3 separate regions of the Sus scrofa genome follow, and all the other regions are linked to region 2. A link is a contact called in public Hi-C and HiChIP or PLAC-seq data. All regions are on one chromosome and are shown on one strand. The core of a region is the stretch at or near the end of the contact, and the rest is flanking DNA. Distances in the headings are between cores, read along the strand shown. Region 1 holds the start of FAM193B (family with sequence similarity 193 member B). Region 2 holds the start of DDX41 (probable ATP-dependent RNA helicase DDX41). Region 3 overlaps DBN1 (drebrin).

The links. Hi-C and Micro-C count contacts between places; a contact is called where the count stands out from the background. HiChIP or PLAC-seq counts read pairs in DNA pulled down with a chosen protein or histone mark.
Region 1: a contact with region 2 is called in an H3K27ac HiChIP or PLAC-seq map of skeletal muscle. The contact joins the promoter of FAM193B here to the promoter of DDX41 in region 2. A contact is called at or near these places in 1 of 5 promoter capture datasets (liver), 12 of 47 Hi-C or Micro-C datasets (embryonic fibroblasts, epiblast stem cells, heart right ventricle and 3 more) and 2 of 2 datasets of contacts at active chromatin or transcription factors (alveolar macrophages and skeletal muscle).
Region 3: a contact with region 2 is called in a Hi-C map of heart right ventricle, with 5 times the contacts expected there. The contact joins the enhancer-like site here to the promoter of DDX41 in region 2. A contact is called at or near these places in 1 of 5 promoter capture datasets (fetal skeletal muscle), 2 of 47 Hi-C or Micro-C datasets (blood and heart right ventricle) and 1 of 2 datasets of contacts at active chromatin or transcription factors (skeletal muscle).

The regions. Positions count from the first base shown.
Region 1 is chr2:80,394,842-80,397,631 of Sscrofa11.1, forward strand. It overlaps FAM193B (family with sequence similarity 193 member B), which reads left to right and starts at 1,530. Exons shown (of 11, transcript NM_001243850.1): 1 at 1,530-1,825. The coding sequence starts at 1,616.
Region 2 is chr2:80,431,512-80,434,421 of Sscrofa11.1, forward strand. DDX41 (probable ATP-dependent RNA helicase DDX41) reads left to right here and starts at 1,554. Exons shown (of 20, transcript XM_021084371.1): 1 at 1,554-2,176; 2 at 2,264-2,374; 3 at 2,657-2,816; 4 at 2,897-2,910. The coding sequence starts at 2,150.
Region 3 is chr2:80,495,673-80,498,372 of Sscrofa11.1, forward strand. DBN1 (drebrin) reads left to right here. Exons shown (of 14, transcript XM_021084369.1): 14 at 1-125. It overlaps GRK6 (G protein-coupled receptor kinase 6), which reads right to left. Exons shown (of 17, transcript XR_002341730.1): 16 at 1,209-1,855; 17 at 433-999. PRR7 (proline-rich protein 7) reads right to left here. Exons shown (of 3, transcript XM_021084393.1): 2 at 1,209-1,855; 3 at 433-999. The coding sequence starts at 1,623. The coding sequence ends at 602. Among named protein-coding and RNA genes, the nearest start is that of PRR7, 12 kb to the right of the region's middle. Within about 2 kb of position 1,284, at least 40 of the 83 cell types and tissues checked have an H3K27ac peak or open chromatin away from gene starts, as enhancers often do. A contact at or near this core is called in skeletal muscle, where this site is marked.

The sequences.
Region 1 (2,790 bases), core at 280-2,779, 37 kb before region 2:
TGGTAGGGAGAGCTCCAGGGCCTTTTCCACTTATCCCTTGCTTCCTGGGTTGAGTCAACATCAGAACTCTGCCCTTGTTGATGGATGGACAGAAACTCTATATATAACCACCATATGGTTTCAGGGTACCACTGCCCCTGGCATGAGACAGACTGTCCTCAAAACTATTTTTAAAAATTTGTAATGCTGCAGGTGTGGCCATAAAAAAAAAAAATTTGTCCTATGTGCATGTCTTATATATTCAAAAAAGAAAGGGAGGGAAAATAACCCATTTTGACAACTAAATACATAATCATTTTATATATATATATATTTTTTTTTTTTCTGCTTTTTTCCATGGCATATAGAAAAGTTCCCAGGCTAGGGGTCCAATTAGAGCCACAGCTGCCGGCCTACACCACAGCCACAGCAATGTGAGATGGGAGCCGAGTCTGCGACCTATACCACAGCTCCAGGCAACGCTGGATTCTTTTTTTTTTTTTTTTTTTTTTTTTTTTTTTGGTCTTTTTGCCTTTTTCTAGGGCCGCTCCCTCGGCATGGAGATTCCCGGGCTAGGGGTCTAATCGGAGCCGTAGCCACTGGTCAGGGCCACAGCAACTCGGGATCTGAGCCGCGTCTGCGACCTACACCACAGCTCACGGCAACGCCAGATCCTTAATCCACTGAGCAAGGCCAGGGACCGAACCCTCAACCTCATGGTTCTTAGTCGGATTCGTTAACCACTGCGCCACGACGGCAACTCCAGGCAACGCTGGATTCTTAACCCACGGAGCAAGGCCAGGGATCAAAACTGCATCCTCATGGATCCTAGTCGGGTAAGTTAACCGCTGAGCTAGAAGAGAACTCCATAATCATTATATTTTTAAATGTTCCTTTGTGTACCACTCAAAATTCTTTTGCACACATACCATTTTCTTGGAAACACTGACCTAGTACGTACCCCAGTCATCTCATCTTTATCACACTTGTAATTGTGTATTTCCCCACTAGATTAAGGAAGAAGTCAGGTCTGTGTCTCGCTGTCGCAAGCACCAAATGCTAGACTCTGAGTGGACCATACACTGAAAATAAAGACCTAGACAATCCCTTCGTCCCTTTCAGCTCAGGCTATGAACGAACCCATGAGTTCTCGCTACGATGTTGAGCAACCATTTCACCATCTGTAGCCTAGGTTTTCTCTACTGCAAAATGGGAACTATCATACCTGTCACACCATGTGGGTGCGAGGAGTCAGGTCGAGGCCGTGAAAGTAGCGTAGCACTATAGAAATTATTAATTCACTCACCCACTTAACAGCAAGTTATTAAGCGCCCAGGGCTTGTAGCACTGCTACCACAGCGTACACCCTCTCTCATTCCTTGGATCCCAGGGTGGGCGTTTCCTGACCAGGTTCATTCTCCCACGAAACTCCGGGTGGTGACCTTATTCAAAATGGCGCAGGCAGCCTCGAGGGGCTAGTGCGGCGGCGCGGACTCCGCGTGCCCTTTGACCTGCTGGCAGCGGCGGAGGGGGAGTCGGGCGCCGCCATATTGGCTGTTGTCCTGTGAGGGGAGCGGCGGCGGCGGCGGCGGCGGTGGCGGCGCGAGTTGAGCGAGTGAGCGGAGCGAGGAGCAGCATGACTCGGAGGCGGAGCAGGCCGAGCGGCTGCGCGGGCCGGCGCGAGCGGGCGCGGGCCGCGGGGCCGCAGAAGCCCCAGGCGCCGGAGCCCCCGCCGCCGCCGTGCCTGGAAGCAGGAGCGGGTGCAGGATCCCCGGAGGCGTCGGCCGAGCCCGACCGCGACGGCCCTAGAGAGGACGACGAGCTCCAACTGGCGCCCGTCCCCCAGGTAGGAGCGAGAGAGGCGAGTCTGGCTGCTTGGGCACTTTCACACCCCGGAACGGAGCTGGGACGGGCTTGGGGGTGGATCATCCTTATCCGGCCGGAGTCAGAGCCTTACTCCTTAGGACCAGGGCTGAGGCTTTCTCCCCCAAGTTGGGAGTGGAGCCAGCACCCTTATGTCCAAAGCTGAGGCACGGCCCGACCTGTCCTGAGGCCAGGCTGCCTACCCTCTCCCACCGCCTCCGGGAAACGTTCTGGTCGCACACCCACTGGGACTGCGCTTGGATCCTGGGGCCACAGCTCAGCCCTGTGCCCTTCATCTCCTCTGGGCCCACATGCTCCCCCACTCATAGGCTACCTCGGGGCGCTGGGACCTGGAAGGCTGCAGCCTCTTCCCTCTCCCCCTGGGAGCGGCTCCACCCCTTCCCCTCGCTGCCCCCTCGGCAGCTGTGCTCCCAGCATATGTCTCCCGAGGCCTCCCTCCTCTCCTTGCCCAGCAGAGCAGTTGCAGCCGACAGCCAGGCTGCCTAGGAGACTGTTTGGTGGGCCTCCTGCACTGAGGTGGCAACCCTCAGTGAGAGCAAAGCTGCTCTCTCCCCCTATACCCGCTCTCCCGCCCCGCCTCGACCCCCAAGGCGGTCCACCCAGACCCTTGGATCCCTGGGTTTGGCGAATCCTGCTAAGAGTGAGCAGGAGGAGGATTCTCCAAGGCTTCCAGCTTGCCACCTGGAAGAAGGTCACTTTCTTTTGAGCAAAGGAAATAATAGGAGGTACCCTGCCAGTGTTCACTGCGAAGCTGGGGCGGCATGAGCCACAGTTGCTCTGGGAGGGTTATGGCACCTGGGGCTGGGTGGCTCGCCCTAAGCTTGCTCTGACAAAAGAGTTTTGAGTTGGTTTTTTGGCTGAGCCTGCCAAGAAAGGCAGGCTCCTGCAGGAGTCTTGGAGGGTCGGATGCAGCGCCGGATGAGGATG
Region 2 (2,910 bases), core at 304-2,803:
GCCCTCCAAGCCTGGCCTCTGCCTCTGGCACACTCCAGCCACACCTAATGACCTCTGTCCCCAGCTATGCCTAGCACCTTCAGGTCTCCTGGTTTTAGCTCACTTATTTCCCCCCTTCTCAGATAATTCAGAATTCTTTGTGAATTCTACCATATTCTTCACATCACAACTAAAAAGCCACTTTGACTATGAAAATCAGTTTGCACTGCCTTTGTGCTAATTCCAAAAGTGGTAACTTTTGTGTCTTATGAGATTTCCTGACCTCAAGACCAGTTTTCTGTTTCCATCTCCCCTAATCTGTAAACTCACAAGCCATGTTTGTGTCTTGCTCATCTTTTATCTCCTTCGACACTGGGCACAATGCCCAGCACATACTCATATTTAGTATATGAAGGGGGAGTTCCTTTTGTGGCTCAACAGGTTAAGAACCCAGCATAAGGTCCGTCAGGATACTGGGTTGATCCCTGGCCTTGCTCACTGGGTTAAGGATCACTCATTGTTGCAAGCTGTGGCATAGGCCGGCAGCTGCTCCAGTTTAACACCTAGCCCGGGAACTTCCATATGCCACAGGTGTGGCCCTAAAAAGGAAAAAAATCATATATATGAAAAATCATATGAAAATCATGTATAAGTATTTATGAAAAGAACAGCACTAACCTGTCGCTCCTTTTAAAAAGTCCTCAGTGAGGAGTTCCCGTCACGGCACAGCAGAAAAGAATCCGACTAGGAACCATGAGGTTTTGGGTTCTATCCCTGGCCTCGCTCAGTGGATTGGGGATCCAGCGTTCCCATGAGCTGTGGTGTAGGTCGCAGACGCAGCTCGGATCTGGCGTCGCTGTGGCTGTGTGGCTTTATTCTTCATCACCGTGAACATAAGGTATCACAGGGAGGACCCCTATCCTGGGAACCTCCTTATGCTGGTGGGTGTGGCCCTAGAAAAAGACAAATAAATAAATAAATAATAAAAATAAAAGTCCTCAGTGGATAGTTCCTATTGTGGCTCAGTGGTAAGAAACCTAGTATCCATGAGGATGTGGCTTTGATCCCTGGCCCCGCCCAGTAGGCTAATGATCCGCAATGTTATGAGCTGTGGTGTAGGTTGCAGAGGAAGCTCTGGATATGGCGTGGAGTGGCTGTGGTGTAGGCAAACAGCTGCAGCCCCTAACCCGAAAACTTCCATATGTTGCAGGAGCGACCCTAAAAAGAAAATAAAAATAAAAGGCCCCAATGAAATTGAAATTACTTACCCTGACAGTCTCGGCCCTGCATGCTCTGGATCTACTTTTCCAGCTTTAGCTCTGACTATCCCCTTCTGATACAAGCCAAGTGATCTCTTTGTTCCCTGAGGAACTTGCACATGGCCAGAACTTCACTCCCACTGGACCCTCTATCACGAAGCCTCTCTCTTCCTCTCCTGCACTCCCAGCTCTGAGACTCCACAGATCCAGTTCTCCTAGAAGACTTCTCTGGTTCTCCGATCACTGTCTGAGCTCTGTTACAGCATTTACAATAATAATCGTTTACATACATGTACAGCCCCTCAGAAACCACCGTCATCAGTATTTCATTTATTCTTCATCACCGTGAACATAAGGTATCACACAGATGAGAATCCCAGTCAGGGCGGCAGCATGTGTTGAGTCATTTATTCTGCAAGCCCCACCCTGACCCCTGTGGCCCGTGAGAGTTAATGGCGGCTGGAGAGAGCGGGGCGGGATCCCAGCTGGCCCGGTCCCAGAGCTCCCTGGCCACGAGAGGACAGTGTCCGCTAGCGGGGGTGTACCAGGTAACGTCACGCCTTAGGCGAGGCTGGGCACCTGGCAAGCCGCCCTCTTCGGAGTCAGCAGATTCCACGCTTCAAACAGGATCGGCTTGAGCCTTCAGCGCATGCTCCAAATTTTGCAGCGTCCAACGGTGCCTTGCCTAAGGCTTTAGCTCTCAGCCCTGGCAACAGCTGCGTAGCCGCCCACAGGGAACTGGGATGCGGCTCCGCCAGACAGGGACTCAGGAGAAAGTTTGTCCCTCTGCGCGATCCGGCACTCAGGTCGCTGCTAGCTGCCGACGTCTGCTTCTTCACATCTGATTGGATAGCATCATAGGAAAGGCGGGGGGCGGGGGTTTGCCGTGGCGCGCATGCGTATAGCAAAGAATGGAGGAATCCGAACCAGAGAGGAAGGTGGGAGCTTTGCTCGCTGGGGTCCGCGTGGGTTGCGAGTGGTAATGAAGTCGGGGAGTCTGGGCCTTGACTCGTGTATATCTGCAGCGGGCTCGCACCGACGAGGCAACTGCCACAGGAAGCCGCTCCGAGGCGGAGGATGAGGACGATGAGGATTATGTACCCTACGTACCACTGCGACAGCGCCGGCAGTTGCTGGTCAGGGCCCTGGGTCGCGGGGACGAATGAGGGCAGGAATGAGGGTTTGGCTGTGGCATGGGGGATGGCCCCAGGTTTGCAGAGTGAGGTGTCAGTATACAGGAGCATGGTCCCCAGGCAAAGGGGGGAACTGGTGAGGCGACGTGATCTGAGGGATGGGGCAGCTCTGCACCTCGGGGCACAGGATCCTCTCCCAAGAGCCAGGATCCTGACACCTGCCCCTGGGTCCAATGCCCCACTCTGCATTGGACTCGGCTCTGAGAGGCGCTCGTGGAACCTCAGCTCCAGAAGCTGCTTCAGCGAAGGCGCAAGGGAGCTGCGGAAGAGGAGCAGCAGGACAGCGGCAGCGAACCCCGAGGAGATGAGGACGACATCCCGCTGGGCCCTCAGTCCAACGTCAGCCTTCTGGATCAGCACCAGCACCTCAAAGAGAAGGCTGAAGGTGAGTTGGGCAACAAGAGGGAGGCTCAGCTTGGTACATTGCTTTAGTGTCTTTCTGACACCTTCTGCTGCTTTTGTCAGCCCGCAAAGAGTCT
Region 3 (2,700 bases), core at 34-2,533, 64 kb after region 2:
GTCCCTCTTCACCTCCTCCCTCTTTGCTTGGGTTCCTTTTTCACGTTCAGTAACTGTTTTTTGGAAAGCACAAACTTCTGTAACAGGTCGTGCTCATGTCTGTTAATAAAGAAATCCAGATCCCTTCGGGCCTGCTGCTCCGGGCCTCCAGGGGCTGATCCGGGGTGGGCTGCCTGCCCTAACCCCATTCCCAGCTTTTCCCACATCTAAAGCTGCAGGGGGTGCCTTTAAGCAAGACCTCATGGGCAAGGAAAGTGGGGTCTGAGGATTCCATGGGGACCAGCCTCTGGTTTGAAGCAGGTTGACCTCAAGTTTAGTTCTGTATCCCCAAGCCAGTTTGTAGCTGAGAGGTGCATTTAGGTTCGGTCCCACCAAGGCCCACAGTCTGGCCACCAGAACCTTGGGCGTAGGCAGTGGGTGCCCCTCCGCTTGTACCAAACCAGATCACACACCTTTATTATCCTCAAAATGTAACAAACGGGGTAAGAAATCCCTCCCCCCAACCCCCCACCCCCACGTCTGCAGTCCAAGGGAAGCATTTAAAAAGCCCCGCAATCAGGCCAGGAGTCCGCGGGTGGGGCCCGGGACGCCGGGCGCCCCTCTATACGGCTGTAGTCCTCCCGAACAAGGGGATGGAGACCGGCAGGCGCCAAGCTCCGGGCTCCAGTGGCTCTCGGCTGCTGAGCTCCGAGTCGGTCCAGCTGGGGAAGACCCGGCGGCCGCGGTCCGCCTGCAGGCAGAGCGCAGGGCAGGGCTGCGCGGGCCGCGGGGCACTGGGCAGATGCAGCGCCGACGTGTAGCCCCGGTCCAGGAAGAGTGGCTTGTAGCTGGGCGGTGGCTGTTCCTGTTTCTCCGCGCTGTCGCGGCGGCTCAGAAAGGGCGTGACGATCTTGCGGTAGAGGCCGCGCGTGTCCGTGAGCACCTCGCTGTAGGGCGGCGGCGGCTCAGCCATCAGCACCGCCTCTTCGTAGCACGGTGGCTTAGACATGTCCGATTCCGCTGCGGAGTAAGAAGCGGTCGGAAGGCGTGAGGCCACCTGTCCCCAAACTCCGGCCGAGGCCTTGGCCAGCCGCCAAGCCCAGACCCCCGTCGGCTTCCTCCTAGGGTCTCCGGGAGGCTGCCTAGTAGAAATCCCGCGGGTCGTCAGCGAGCCTGCCCCCTCCCACCCTAGTGGCCCGGGCCGCCCCTTGGTAGAGGTTGGGACTTACCTTGGCGCGGGTAGCTCCAGGGTCGCGGCGGCACTGAGAGGTGCGGCTGCGGCGGCGGGTGCGGAAGCGCGTGGTGGTGTGCGTGCGGGTGCGCGTGCGGCTGCGTCGGCCCGTGATGCAGCAGCGGGTGCACGTGCACGTGCTGATGGCCGTGCGCCGGCGCCTCGAGGCGGCCGCGGTGCGGTGGTGGCGGCGGTGCTAGGCCCGGGGGGCTCCCGGCCAGACTACCCTCGAGCTCGAGGGGTTCCAGCTCAAGAGCGCGCAGGTTCTGCTCACGCAGTCGCTCCTCCTGGCGCCGCTTGAGGCGGCGCCGCAGGAAGCTGCAGAAGCAGCACAGTAGGACGATGAGACCCCAGATGAGCCAAAAACCGGCAAAGCACGTGAGGAACGTGTAGGTGCCCTGGGACATAACCATGGCGGCGACGCGAGCGGCGGTCCTCTGCTGCTTCACTGGACAATGGGCTCTTCTACGTGGCTCCGGGCCCGCGCCACGCTCCCAGGCGCCGCCAGCGTCACTCGGGGACCTGCGGCCCCGCAGCAGGGCTCAGGTCGTGCGTGCGCCGGTGAGGGGCAGCAGCAGCGGCGCCGGCTCCTTCCCATGGCGTCGGCAGGCGCGCTGACGGGCCTCACCCGGGGCCGCGTGGGACCTGTGGGACAGACACAGGGGGCGGTGAAGGCGCGCTGCAGCCCCCGACGACTTCCCTGCCCGCTCGGGTGCCCCGCGCAATCCGGGGGAAGCCTCCTCTGCGGGAACCCCTGCACTCCGCGGGGCCCGGTGACGTCACCGAGGGGATGACGTCACGCCTTGAGGTTTCCCTGGTAGGGCTTTCCCGGATCTGAGCCCAGGCCGCCGCCGCCTCCCAGACGAGGTGTGTCCAGGACGGCCAGCAGAGGGCGCGCGAAGGCCAGGCTCGGCCTCAGTGCGAGCGTGAGATTCGCATCCGTGGGCTTCAGGGTTCCCCGGCTCCAAAAGGGCTTGAGAGGCCCACAAGCAGACTGCCAAGGCGCTGAGGAGGAAGCACGGCGCGGCTGTGCGGCGGGCATAGGGTGGTCCACCTCCTAGAGCCCCACTAGCTGCTCTCCGGCGCCCAGCTTCAGCTCTATGCATACACACCTGGCAGCCCCTGGCGTCCTAGGCCTTGTACCCGCTGCCACTCCTGGCTGCTCAAAGCGTGGAACATTCCGGCCTGCGCTGTGGCCTCCTGGTTGCCGCCACTCTTGTACTGGTGGCTCCAGAGGGTGGTTCCCGCGGCTACTACTTTACACCAGCCTGCTTTTGTCTGTGCCTTACGCTCCGCGGAGCGTGGATCATCCCTCCTTTTCCTTTCCTCTAGGTGCCTCCGCCTGCTGAATCCCAGCTCCTTTGCTTCCCGAGCCTCCTACCCATGCGCAGCCCCACTAGGCCCTGCCCTCCTAGCTCCAGCGGCCCTTCCCCCAATTCCTCTCCCTCTCCGTGGAGGGTAGGAAAACTAGCTCAAATCATTGGTACCAC